2 separate regions of the Mus musculus genome follow, and region 2 is linked to region 1. The links are chromatin contacts, called in public promoter capture Hi-C maps. All regions are on one chromosome and are shown on one strand. Each heading gives the region's core, a stretch centred on a gene start, on an enhancer-like site or on the middle of the called end of the contact. The rest is flanking DNA. Distances are from core to core; before and after follow the strand shown.

Region 1 (6,755 bases), core at 4,226-6,725:
GGCAGCTTTAGAGGTGGAACGTTGACAAGGGCTTCACTCTTCAGGGGATGGAGGCATGGCTCAATAGTTAGGAACACTGGCTTCCCCAGAGCACCCAGGTTTCATTCCCAGAACCTATAAGACAGCTCAAAACTACCTGTAACTCTAGTCAAGAGATCAAAGGCCCTCTTTTGGCACCAGGCACACAGAAAGACAGGCTGGCAGGCAGGCAGACAAGCAGGCAAAACATTCATATAAATAAAAATTTTCAAACCTGCCCAATTCAAAGGGTGCCAGTGTCTCCTTTACCCAGAATGTAATGTTTGTGATCAAGAGATGATGGGATGGACCTGGGGATGCAGCTTATTTGACACATCACCTTTCTGTCATGTGCAATACTCAGAATTGGAAGAGATGTACTATGGCCAGGTGTTGGGGGTGGTAGGGCCCAAGTCCTGAGAGTGGCAGCAGCCAAGTGTTGTAGCCAGCCAGGAATCCCAGCATGTAGTAGTTTGAGGTTAGCATTCACTACAAACTGAAACCCTATCTCAAAACCCAGAGAGAAGGCCGGGCGTGGTGGCACACGCCTTTAATCCCAGCACTTGGGAGGCCAGGTCAGCCTGGTCTACAGAGTGAGTTCCAGGACAGCCAGGGCTATATACAGAGAATCCCTGTCAAGGGGGAAATAAAGCAGTAATGCCATTCCTGTCTAGAAGTTTAGGACCTGGAAGGTTCTAAAACCCAGCAGAGCGACCGACCTCACTCAGCTCACACAGGTCCTTCAAGGGATGATCTTAAGCTGGGAGGGGAACAAAGACACTGTGTGTTCAGATCCTGAGCCAGGAATCCAGCACTTCTCCCCAAGAGAGGGACGACTGGATTTGTCTAAAGTGTTTCAAAACTGTCACTTTGCCCATCGTCTTTCCCCATAGGCCAACAATACGCATCCCTTCTTCTGAACTCAGTGACTCAAGCGACCTCCCCATCTTCCTCAAACTAAGGAGCATGGATGCTGTGAATGTCCTTAGCTTGCTATACATGCAGCAGCACCCTATAATGACCCTAGGCTAGGACCACCGATACCTGCTTCTCACCTCCCTTAACATCCACCTTTATCTCCCGGGCAGTTATTGCCAAGTTCATTTCACCCTTTTGAATTCTAGGGGTGATCTCCATTACAGAATACAGAGGAATACAAAGAGCCCTTTATGTTCTTTGGGGAACTCTGACCAATTTTAAGCTATAATCCCTGAATATCAGAGAGAGAGGAGAGGAGAGGGGGAGCAGACTGAGATGTGTTGCAGTTGCCGAGGTTCTCTTTACAGCTCACTCTGCTGACCATCAATGAGCTTTGCTCAAGCAAGTGAACTTTTTGCGTCTATAATTTAGTTAGAAAAGGCGCTCTAAGGGGACTGGAGAGATGGCTCAGAGGTTAAGAACATTGGCTGTTCTAAAGGACCAAGGTTCAAATCCCCACACCCACATAGCAGCTTACAACTGTCTGTAACCCTACTTCTAGGGATCTGACATTCTCCCACAGACATACACAGAGGCAGAATACTAATGTAAATGAAATTTTTAAAAACTTTTTTTTAAAAAAGAAAGAAAGTGGGTTTTACAAAGTAAACTTTACAGCTGACTGTTGATAAATAACAGTTTTGCCCTCTTTCCTGTCACGTTGCCCCAAGTTTGTCTTTCTGGTAGGAGTCACATTCTAGGACCACTAAAAATAGATCCTTTAAGAGGTCGGTACCAGCAAGCTTGTCTATCTTGTACAGATTGACACCTTCCTTATTGATCATAACATTATCCCTAGACAAAATTGCTTACCAGACGGCTGAAGTTACTTGCAGTTTAAAAGTTAGATATCTTTATCAACCAAAATATAACCACAAGATTTTGTTTGTTTGTTTGTTTGTTTTTCGAGACAGGGTTTCTCTGTGTAGCCCTGGCTGTCCTGGAACTCACTTTGTAGACCAGGCTGTCCTCGAACTCAGAACTCTGCCTGCCTCTGCCTCCCGAGTGCTGGGATTAAAGGCATGTGCTGACCACAAGATTTTTAAAGAAGTTTTTGTCTGGAGGATTTCAGATCATCTGGATTTCCCAGGCACAATCTCTCAAGCTAATGTTGCTCACACCCACAGGGGACCACTCCTCCACAGGGGACCGTCTCCCCCAACTCTCTTGAAGCCAAATGACTCTCCCAGACAAGTCTCCCTTCCTATAGGGTGAAGAGCAGTGGAGGGTTAGACGGAGAAGTCTGTACATGTGCGGTGGAGGTTGGAGCCATGGAGCAAAAGATTTCAGTCTGATGCTTAAAGAGACCATTCTTAGGCCTGGCAGTGGTGGCACACACCTTTAATCCCTGCACTTGGGAAGCAGAGGCAGGCAGACTTCTGAGTTCGACGCCAGCCTGGTCTACAGAGTGAGTTCCAGGACAGCCAGGGCTACCCAGAGAAACCCTGTCTTGAAAAACCGGCGGGGGGGGGGGGGGAGAGTTAGAGTTCTTGAGGCTTTGTCCTGCTCAACTCATGTTCATGACTGAATTCAGATCATCTCTGCCAATGGGCCAGGTAGAGACTAAAGCAGGTCCAAGCCAGGATTTGTTGCGATGTAAGTGAGCCTTTTTTAGCTTTCTGGTTTCGTGTTTCAAGTCTCAAACATTTCAAACAACCAAGTAGAGCTTGGTGTTGGGAACCTTCAGCTGCCTGAGGCGGCCTGCAGTTTGCATCTCAAAACTACCCAAAGATAGGGAGGGCATCCAGCCACCTCAGAGGGCCTGTCCAGTGCAATGAAAAAGACTCCTTAAAAGGTCAAGAAACCCTGTCTCAAACAACAACAACAACAAAAAGGTCAACTCTCCTTCAGGAAAGGGCTCAGTCTCTTCAAGCCCTAGTCTGAAGGTGCCTGCCTCCCTGCCCTGGCTTTCACACAGCTCAGTCCTGCCAAGGTTCCGGAGTGATCCTAGGTAAACAGATGGGAATCTGGGTGCCTGTAGCCTCTTTCCAGTCACCGAGATGTGGGAACTACTCTCCAAATTATCTAGAGGGATATTAAACCAGGAGAAATAAATACGCCTAAATACTACATAGACACCCCCGCCCCCCGCCCCCGCCGCGATCCTATCTCTTCCTCACTCCCACCCTCTCTTCCTTCCTTTTTTCTCTCCACTCTCTTCTTACCCCTTTGGGAGAACTGAACAGTCATTTTGAGATCTAGCGATCTGAGGGGCTTAGGTAAGCCTTGGGTTTGAGTGTAAGCTGGTCCAGGGCAGATGAGGCTCCTTCAGTATGGTTCTGGGGAAGTATGGGCCCAGCAGCCCTTGGAGGCCAGTCAGTTCTAGCTCCATCCCGCCTCAGTTCCAGCAGAGCCTTTGAGAGACTACTGCAGTACAGTGGGTGAAAACAGCTCAGCTTGCTGTCTGGCCATCTTTTAATTCACCCCGGTGGGCTAGGGACCAGCTAGGGCACCACGTGTGTGGTCCCAGATTCCTGGTAGCCCTGTGCTGGTGCAAGCCCGGAGCACGCTTCTCGGGTGCACTCGCCTGTCTGGCCCGCATCTCCCCCCCACCCCCCCCCACCCCCCCCACCCCCCGCTACGTTCCCACACGAAGTGAAGCGCTCAGCGTTCAGTGGATGCAAAGCTCACAAAGCCCTGGTTTCCCTGCCCTTTGAAGAGTCTCTCTCTCTCTCTCTCTCTCTCTCTCTCTCTCTCTCTCTCTCTCTCTCTCTCTCTCTCTCTCCTCTCTCTGCACTCACTTCCCCGTGTTTTCTTTTTAGTTAAGTACAGAACGTTTTCTTTTTTTGGTGAACATTTCCTCAATTGATACTTCAGGGCGTAGCTGGACCATAAAAAAAGCAATCAGTGCCTTAGGTGGAGTCAGCAGGCTGCCCCCAGGGAAAGGGGCAAAGCCGGGGGCCCTGATTATCCCGTTTTAACTGAGACTGGGCTGGCAATCACTGATGGCGCAAGCATCCCTGGAGAAGGGTCGACCCTGGCTCCTATCCAGAGGAAGCAAAGGGGACACGCTCTCCAGCAGGGTCACAACCTACTGGAAATTGCTTCCCTTTGTCTTTAACTTTTAGGATGAACCGAATGTTACTGTATTTACTAAATTTATGGTAAAACTCCCACATTTATGGCTCTATATTGGTATAAATGTATGTGTGGGGATGTTTATCCTTTAAAATAATGAGTCAGGAATGGTAGCTCACACCTACAGTTCTGGTATTATGGAGAGAGACAAGGAGAAAGACGACAGAGCAGGTTCCTGGCCAGCCTAGGTTATATAATGAGACCCCTTGTCTCTCAGGAAAACCAAAACCAAACTCAATCCTCACTCATCCCCAAACAACAACAAGGAACCCCAAGATGCTTCACACGGTGGCCAGGTGTGTAGCCCAGAGATTGAGTGCTTGCCTAGAAAGTGCCCAAACTCTAGGTTCCACTTGTGGGGAGGGTATGTGGTTCTTTCTGTCTTTAAAAGCAAGTCACAGTAAGTCCCCCCACCCCCAAGAATCCTTTAATAATAGGCTGACTTTGTTTTTCTTGAATGACTTTCATTTGCCAACAAACAAACAAGCAAACAAACAAAAATCTCTATAGGATCACGGTGAATGAGACATCTCATGGTCCAGTTGAGATGTCACATTGCTGGTAAGTTCCCTGTTAGTTTTATTTGATCAGTGGTTGATCAATCTTATTTGCTTGTTTCAAAATGTTCAAAACTTTACTTGGCATGGTTGATTCAAAATGATCAAAAATTGTTAAGGCTGAAATAGATGATTAACAACTGGACTTTCTGCTGGGCAGTAACAGCACACACCTTTAATCCCAGCATGGTAGACAGAGGCAGAGGCAGAGGCAGGGGCAGGGGCAGGGGCAGGGGCAGGGGCAGGGGCAGGGGCAGGGGCAGGGGCAGGGGCAGGGGCAGGGGCAGGGGCAAGTGGATCTCTGAGTCTGAGGCTAGCCTGGTTTACAGAGTGAAGTTCCAGGACAGCCAGGGCTACACAGAAACCCTGTCTCAAAACCCTAAGCTTTTTGCTAAGTGGATCTAATACAATGGCATCCCCAAACACCGGATACAATAAATGATATTCATGTGTTGAATTACTCATTTGCTTCTTTCAACTTCAAGAAAAATAAATGTGTGATATATGTGTGGGCTTATTGTATGCTTTTAATAATTACTGCAGGCAAAGTAGTACATTAAAACACAAATCCACCATTAGTAGCACAAAACAGCCAGATGTTAAGAGAGTGGCTTCCTACTTACCAATAGCTGTAAGTCCATGCTTAAGAAATTCTTGAAAATCTCCAGTATCCAAACTAGCAGACATTCTTAGCGAAATTATTGGCAGTCCTTTGGCTTACAGCAGAAATCATTGAATGTGAGAAAGATTGCAGCTTGTCATATTTTGTGACTTTGGGAAGGAAACCTCAGACTACAGTAACCCTCATTTCCTTAGTGAAAGTTAAGAAAAAGGGGGAAAAAACAGAATTCAGAAAGGCTCCAGTCCGTGTTCTCCTGGACTCTGCACTTTTTCCAGCATGTATGACCTGCTGTAAACCATGTCTCCAGTTTCATGATGGTTTCTAATCAGAAGAAAGGAAGCTTTCAATAGGCTTCAACTGGTCACATGACCCTGTGCCGGTTGATAAGAGGACCCTGTTATAAAGTGACAGCAAAAGAGATAAGAACTCTTGGCAGATAATGGCAAAGAAATGATTAACTCAGAAAAGGAGGGGTTCTTCTGCAGCCCAGAGTGTGGAAAGTTGTAAAGCCAAGGGGTCAGGAGATCATACTTAGTGGATAAAAACTCCAAACCACCTCAAGTCCACTAACTAAACTGCAGCTTGTGACATGGCCCTTTGATGTCACTGCTTCTGGCATGGGGAAGGACAGACTCTGCTCTTCTGACCTCTGCAAATACATTTTAGATGATAACATTGGCGGACATTAATTCTTTAAATGATGACTGTAGATATGATTGACACTTTGAAACCCTACAGGAGCACTTGCAAGCTCGTGGGTATTTACTTACCATTTGACCAGTTGCCTTAAAAAAAACAACCCTGTATGTTTGTTAGAAGAGGCATTAGCTTGCTTGTATATTGGTCATTGGGCTAAAGCGGTCATTTCTTTACCTCCATAAAGTAAAATACCTTGAGATAAAATTTGAGCAAAATGATACATGTATAATGCATTTTTCATATATGATTCTGTATATATAAGTGTGTATGTATTTGTGGGGGCCCCCACCTGTGTGTAGGGGGGGTAGATTGTACACTATGTGATTATGCATAAGGAGTCCAGAATACAACCTTGGGTGTTGTTTCTTTTTCTGGTTGTTTTTGGTTTTGTTTGTGTTTGTTTGTTTTCCTTGAAACAAGGGTTTCTCTATATAGCCCTGGCAATCCTGGAACTCACTCTGTAGAGCTAGGCTTGAACTCAAAGATCCCCCTGCCTCTGCCTCCAGAGTGCTGAGATTAAAGGGATTTTAAAAGATCATAGGATGTCAATTCTTGTCAGTTATTTCTTTGTTGTTATTTCTCTGAGCAATCAAACAACAGTCTGACATGCCAGAAATCTCCCTATATATAGGCTAAAGGACACAGAACTCTGCAAAACAGCTTTTTTCTTAAAAATTATTTAGGTCTCTGAAGCATCACTCTTCATATAATACATCTTCTAGAAGCTAAAATGGAGTAACTCAGGTATAGTTGAATAATGGAGTGTACAAGTTTAGCATACATAAATCCCCAGGCTCAACTAG
Region 2 (6,289 bases), core at 3,667-6,166, 50 kb after region 1:
AGAGGCCAGATGCTAAGTGTTCTACCTCAGTGTCTAACACAGCTGAGCTCTGCCTAATTCATGGTTTAATACAAGTGTATTTTACTGAATTCCTGTCTTCTAGTCTCTACTTCCTGAGTGATAAGGTTATAGGTGTATATTGCTATTTTTACATGATGCAGATGATCAAAGCCCCAGCTATGTTTATGGAAGGCCAATACTCTTCCCAGATCAGCTACAGACCCATTCTCCAAATAAGAGTTATTTATTTTTTTTCTCCCTGATTGGTATTGTAGTTTCTAAGAAGAATGTTGGTACCTGAGTTTGTAGCTCAGTGGTAGAGCACTTGCCTAGAATGTCTAAGGCCCCGGGGTTCAATACCTACCCTGGAGGGTGGGGCAGCCAACTCAATCTGAGCTGGGTGTGGTGCCTCACACCTGAAACTGAAGCTCTTGGGAAACAGAGGCAGGCTTGTGAGTTTCAGACCTGCCTGAGTTGAATGAGACTCCTTCTTGAAAGGAAACAAAACAAAAGCAAAACCCACAAGGCAGACAGGAAATAATATCAAAACAAAAACAAAAATAATTGTGTAATAAAGTCTCTCTCTCCCTCACCCTCTCTCTTTCTGTGTAGTGCAGGGGGCTGAGTAATGTATTTCTTCCCATTTTCTCCCTCCTTCTCCTTTCCCCTTCTCATTTCTTGGAAGTACAATCTTTCTCTGTCACCCAGACTGGTGTCAAACTTCCAGCCTCAGCTGATCCTTAGCCTCTCATCTCAGATGGCTGGCATTACAGGTGTTTGGTATTTGGTTTGGTTTGCAGCAGAGTTTTGCTATGTAGCTCAGGAACTCACTTTGAATCCTAGGTTAATCTCCTGTTTTAGCAATCCCCCTAGCTTGGTCTTCTGGGTCCAAGGAATTACAGCTCTGAGCCACCAATCCCAGCTGAAAAAATATTTTTCTTTTAATGTCTAGATTGAACTGTGTTTTATGAAATCTATTGTTCTCTGATGGTTGATATTGAGCTGATGATCAAAGATGACTTTATTGGAAATTAAAACCTTAAAGTTAAATATTTAGAACCCACAGAGGCCATATTTGGTACATAAAACAATGAAGAATGAAAACAGTCACAACCAAAGTGTGTTTATCATTGAGGATTTTTACAGAAAGAGCCTTGAGAACCTTAAGAGACTCTTATGAAGAAACCATATTTTCCCGTAGAAATGAGGTAATGAGGTTTTTACGGGACCCAGGTTGCCCAGTCTGCTCCTGTGTGAAGCCTTCACTGTCCATGTGGTGAAGGGGGGTTGGGGAGAGCAGGAGTATTTTCCTGAGGTTCCACCACACCCCTTATTTCATGTTTGGACTCAGTTCCAGCAGCACACACCTGCCCAGTGAGTTTTTAATGCCTTACCTACATGAGTGCTGAGTGCTGTGTGGGCCGGGGTGAGGGGGGCTTTAACAGCCTGAGTAAGGGCTTTGCCTCTGCTGAGACTGTCAGCCCTCCCCTCCCTTACCCCCCACAACCCCCCATTTTTCAAGAACCTCCATCAACCCAGCAGGAGATGAACTTCCTAACCACAAGCTGTCATTGTTAGTGTGGCCTGTAGAATTAGTTTTACTAGTTTCACTGAGTATGGCCTGCACTGCTTTATAGCTTCAGATCTCAGTTAATGGGTTGTCACCTCCATCCCAGCTGATGAAGGCAGGGTCCTGGCTTCTCCACATCTCTGAGGGCAGTATTGTTGAGGATGACCACTTACAAACCCATTCTGTTCACTAACTTGTGATATACGTCTAATTTGATTGAATAACAATGAAAAGCCAGGCAGCTAGTAGGCAGTTGCTGTATGAAAGCTAACCACCAGTGTGGTGGGTGTTTTGTTGTGTTGTGTTATTTTCTGCATGTGTGTGTATGAGAAAGAGAAATTATTTCAGTTATTTTTGTCAGTTTTCAAATATATAGGGATTTATTTATTGAATTTTGGAGACAGGGTTTCTCTGTGTAGTCCCAGCTGTCCTGAAACTCATTCTGTAGACCAGGCTGGCCTCAAACTCAGAAATCCACCTCTCTCTTCTCCCAAATTCTGGGATTAAAGGCATGTGTCACTATTGCCAGGCAGGGATTTATTCTTAAAATATTTTGGTTTTATTCTTAATTATGTGTATGTGTGTTCATCTGTGGGGATGTGCACGTGCACCTGCAGCAGCTGGAAGCGGGTACCAGATCTTTTGGAGTTAGAGGGAGTTGTGAGCTGTTCAACAGGGTTGCTGGGAACCAAACGTGGGCCCTCTGGAAGAACAGCAAGGGGCTCTTAACCCTGCGCCGTCTCCAGCCCCATGGATTTACTTTATAATGATATAGGTTTATATCATTATATGAGTGAACATAATGATGGAGTGAACTGGGAAAATACACTAGTAACATGTAAATGATCCATGATTAGTTCATGCATATAGATAATATCAACAAATCAATAACAAAACCACTAATAGTGTTGGCATACTCCTGAGACTGGAGGATTCTGAGTTTGAGGCTAACCTGAGCTAGCTGGTGAAGAGTTTGAGGCTAGCCTTAGCTAGCTGGTGAGAGTCTACTTACAAAGCAACAATGGAACACAATGAAAATAGGGTTGGAGAGAGAGATAGGAGGGGGGAAGGGGAGGACTAGGACGGGAAGGGGAGGGGCAGGGTGGGGGAGAAGTAGGATGGGGGAGGGAGTAGGTGTAGGAGGGGGGACTAACAACAATTGAGTGGGAAATATTAAGAGATAAAAAAATCATAATTTTACAAAATGTAAATTAAAAATGATAAGAGATAGCACCTTACCACCACCAGATTAAAAATTTAAAACCCAGTACACAGCCTCAAACCTCAAGAGGCTTAGTCCATAATTATTTATATTTACCTTATTTTATTTTATATTCATTTAAACATTTTTTTCATTTGTTTATTTATTGTGCACATGGCACATGTGTGGAGGTCAGAGGAAAATTCACTATGGGGTCATTTCTCTCCCTTTTCTCCTTGATGCCAACAACCTTTGAGACATCTTGTGGCCTTTTTTGTCTTTGTTTGTTTATTTGTTTGAGACAGGGTTTCTCTGTGTAGCCCTGGAAGTTCTGAAACTCACTCTATAGACCAGGCTGGCATCAAACTCAAAGAAAGATCTGCCTGCCTCTGCCTTCTGAGTGCTGGAATTAGAGTTCACCACTGCTTGTTTTTATTTTTATTTATTTATTCATTTTGAGACATGCTCTCATTTCATAGCCTTGCTGGGTTTGTAGGTGTGAAACTTGCAAGATGGATAAAGCTTACTTTGAACTTACAGCTGTTCCTCTGCCTCTGACTGCTACCTGGCAGAGTGGAGTGATTTAATGACTTTCACAAGGTCACAGATCAGAAGGCAAGGCAGAGGCAGGAATTTGAAGGCGGGCTGGTTCTGGTGTGTGAGCGAGCCCCTCACTTCTGGCCTGTCTAACAGGATCTCTGCTGTAGAATGCCAGGAACAACAGTGCTATTTCAACTTCCCCGTTAGCATTTGCGGTTTGAGGACCCTGTCTAGGGAGGAACTCCTTTCTGAAGGGGACAATGCTGGTTAGCCTAGGGGCAGGGCTGGAGATGGAGAGCGTGGCCCGTTGTTGGAGGAAGTGTGCCCTTGTGTGTTGAATTTTTAAACACACTTCTTATTACCTGAAGCAGAATGCTCACCACTTCAATCCTAGTCTGCTCCTCACCCCCCCCCATCCCCCCATGCCCCTACCCCAGAACTCACTCTGTAGACCATGCTGGCCTCAAACTCAGAAATCCCCCTGCCTCTGCCTCCCAAGTGCTGGGATTAAAGGCTTGTGCCACCACTGCCCGGCCAATTCTAGTCGATTTTGTGACACTTCTACGACATCACTTTTCCTAACCCAGAAATGTCCCAGCTCCAGTCTTGGGATTTAGGTACATTTTACAGGGCACTCCCACTTATTTAATGGCCCAGGAAAGTGTGTTGAAGTCAGAGAAGTTCTTTGCTCTGCTCTTTGGAGCATCCTGCAAAGATGGTTCCCCCAGACTCTACTAACAAGCAATTGCTGTTCTGGCAATGTGATTCACCCCAGCATCCTCCTTCCTTCTTGGATTCAGTGCAGTATGGAAAGAGCCTCAGAAGCCAGGGTTTTCTTCCTCACTGGGATAATCTGGGGCTATCCTGAGGCAGGATTGGATTTTGAGCAGTGTTGGCGATTTGTTTTTTGGGAGTACAAAGCAAGCAATAAATCTGTCACCCTGAAAAAATCAGGTTGTGACCTAAAGAAGGAGCAAATTGTGACTTCAGGTAAAAAAGAGTGACCTACCAGGGAGGGTAATTCATCATGATAACAAAAATGCCGGGCGCTCTCCAGGCCTGCCCAGGAGAAGGGCCGCAGTAAGCACATTCAGGAGATGCAAGTGTCCAAATATTTTAAACTGATCAATATTTCCAGGGCTCACAAGCAGCCCAAACCCCCGAGCATCTCTCAAAGTAAGTGCATTGCTCACCTGGTTTGTAAAGAGCAAAAACGGAGCAGAAAAAAAAATGTTGCCACTCAACAGCAGGCATTCTTTGTAGGATGAAAATAAATAAATACCTCTTGGGGATTTAAGCACAAATACATTTGGAGGGGTGAACTAAGAGATCATGTTTAAGCATATGAAAATCACTATTGGCATTAATGTGTTCCCCCATTTTTACATTAGAACTGCTGGGGAGGGGAGTTGAAGCAAATAGCTTTATCTTGGCACTCCTCAGTGATGGGTGGACAGGTGAAACAGTTCTGACTTCCACTGGTGTTGCATACTTTCCATTTGCCCTGCTACTCCTCTACCCTGCTCCAGGGCCCAGGATACTGCTCCAGCCCCCACCTGGTTCTTGGTTGGGTTTGGTCAGTGGGTGGCACCTGCTGGAGAGTGCTGGGAAGAGAGGCCTTATCTCCATGCAGGGTGGCCTCAGGCTGATTGGCCGGACTTCCCAAAGCTGTAGCTCGCTTTGGCTGGCATTTCTCCACAATGCTTTATCTCTAGGCTGCTGTACTTCGTTGACCAAGTCCATAAACACACCTTCTTTCTGATACTTCAGGCACTAAACCAGTGAGCAGTTTCTTTTCCAGTTCTTACATGGCAGGCAATTTGAGTAGACTTCAGTGTGACCAGGATACTCCTGAAATGGTCCCGACAAGTGTGATTAGTCATTGGATAACGACATGCCGAGTCTGTGAGTTCCTCTGTATTGATCCATGCAGGCTGCAGGGGTTGTGAAACTGTGATTCTGTCAGGGAGTTTTGCTAACAAGCCCTGATAGGAGGAGCCCCACATTATGTCATCCTCTGGTTCTGGTAAAGTTGAAGGCTAGATAAAACACCCACTATCTCTCTCAACCACAACAGCCATGTGGCCAGCGAGTATTCCCACTTCACAGTTGTCCACGCAACGAACTTGGCAGGCTCACCCCATTTCTCAGAAGAGATTTAATAGTGGCAAGCTTTGTACCTCAAAGACTTCATTACTCTGACCAGTTCTCTCTGCTCCATACTTACTGGTGTCCTGAGAGAGATGACCTAATACTCTATACCCATTACAAGATGAATGTGCCCCAACTTTAAATCTACTAATTTTTTATTCCCCCGAGACAGGGTTTCTCTGTATAGTCCTGGCTGTCCTGGAACTCACTTTGTAGACCAGGTTGGCCTCGAACTCAGAACTCCTCCTGCCTCTGCCTCCCCAGTGCTGGGATTAAAGGCATGTGCCACGACGCCCGGCTAAATCTACTAATTTGAATTATATAAAAAAAATCATTCTTACTTGGTGTGTGTGTGTGTGTGTGTGTATACATGCGCACGTGAGCATGTCAGAGGACAACTTGCAGGAGTTCATTGTTCTGGATTTGGAACTGAGGACATCAGTTTTAGCTGTGAGTGACTTTATGTGAGGAGCAGCTATCTGGTGTTTTTGTTGTTTGTATTTTGAAGACAAGTTTTCAACGTGTAGCCCTGGCTGTTCTGGAACTCTATAGACCTGACTGGTCTGGAACTCAGAAATCTGCCTGCTTCTACTTCCCAAGCCCTAGGGTTAAAGGTGTGACCTCCACACACTGCTATTGGAGAAACCATTTTATCTGCCTGTTATTTAGAATATTTTGGGTGAGATTAGACAGATTTCCATGGGTAGGAAGCCCGAGCCAGTGTCACAAGGTGTGTCACCTGACAAAGCACGTTTACAATGCCAAAAGCCCAGTGGGTCCTGCGGCCTTTCAGGCTGAGAGGCTCTATGGAAGCAGAAGACAAGCTC

The links. Promoter capture Hi-C pulls out the DNA fragments that hold promoters and counts their contacts.
Region 2: a contact with region 1 is called in a promoter capture Hi-C map of liver, with 6 times the contacts expected there. The contact joins the enhancer-like site here to the promoter of Nr5a2 in region 1. A contact is called at or near these places in 2 of 39 promoter capture datasets (both in liver), 10 of 484 Hi-C or Micro-C datasets (granulosa cells, liver and nephron progenitors), 5 of 115 datasets of contacts at active chromatin or transcription factors (embryonic stem cells and hepatocytes) and 2 of 9 other capture datasets (adipose tissue and liver).

Annotation. Positions count from the first base shown.
Region 1 is chr1:136,954,973-136,961,727 of GRCm38.p6, forward strand. Nr5a2 (nuclear receptor subfamily 5, group A, member 2) reads right to left here and starts at 5,476. Exons shown (of 9, transcript NM_030676.3): 1 at 5,255-5,476. The coding sequence starts at 5,318.
Region 2 is chr1:137,005,490-137,011,778 of GRCm38.p6, forward strand. No RefSeq gene overlaps it. Among named protein-coding and RNA genes, the nearest start is that of Nr5a2, 48 kb to the left of the region's middle. Within about 2 kb of position 4,917, at least 14 of the 459 cell types and tissues checked have an H3K27ac peak or open chromatin away from gene starts, as enhancers often do. A contact at or near this core is called in hepatocytes and liver, where this site is marked.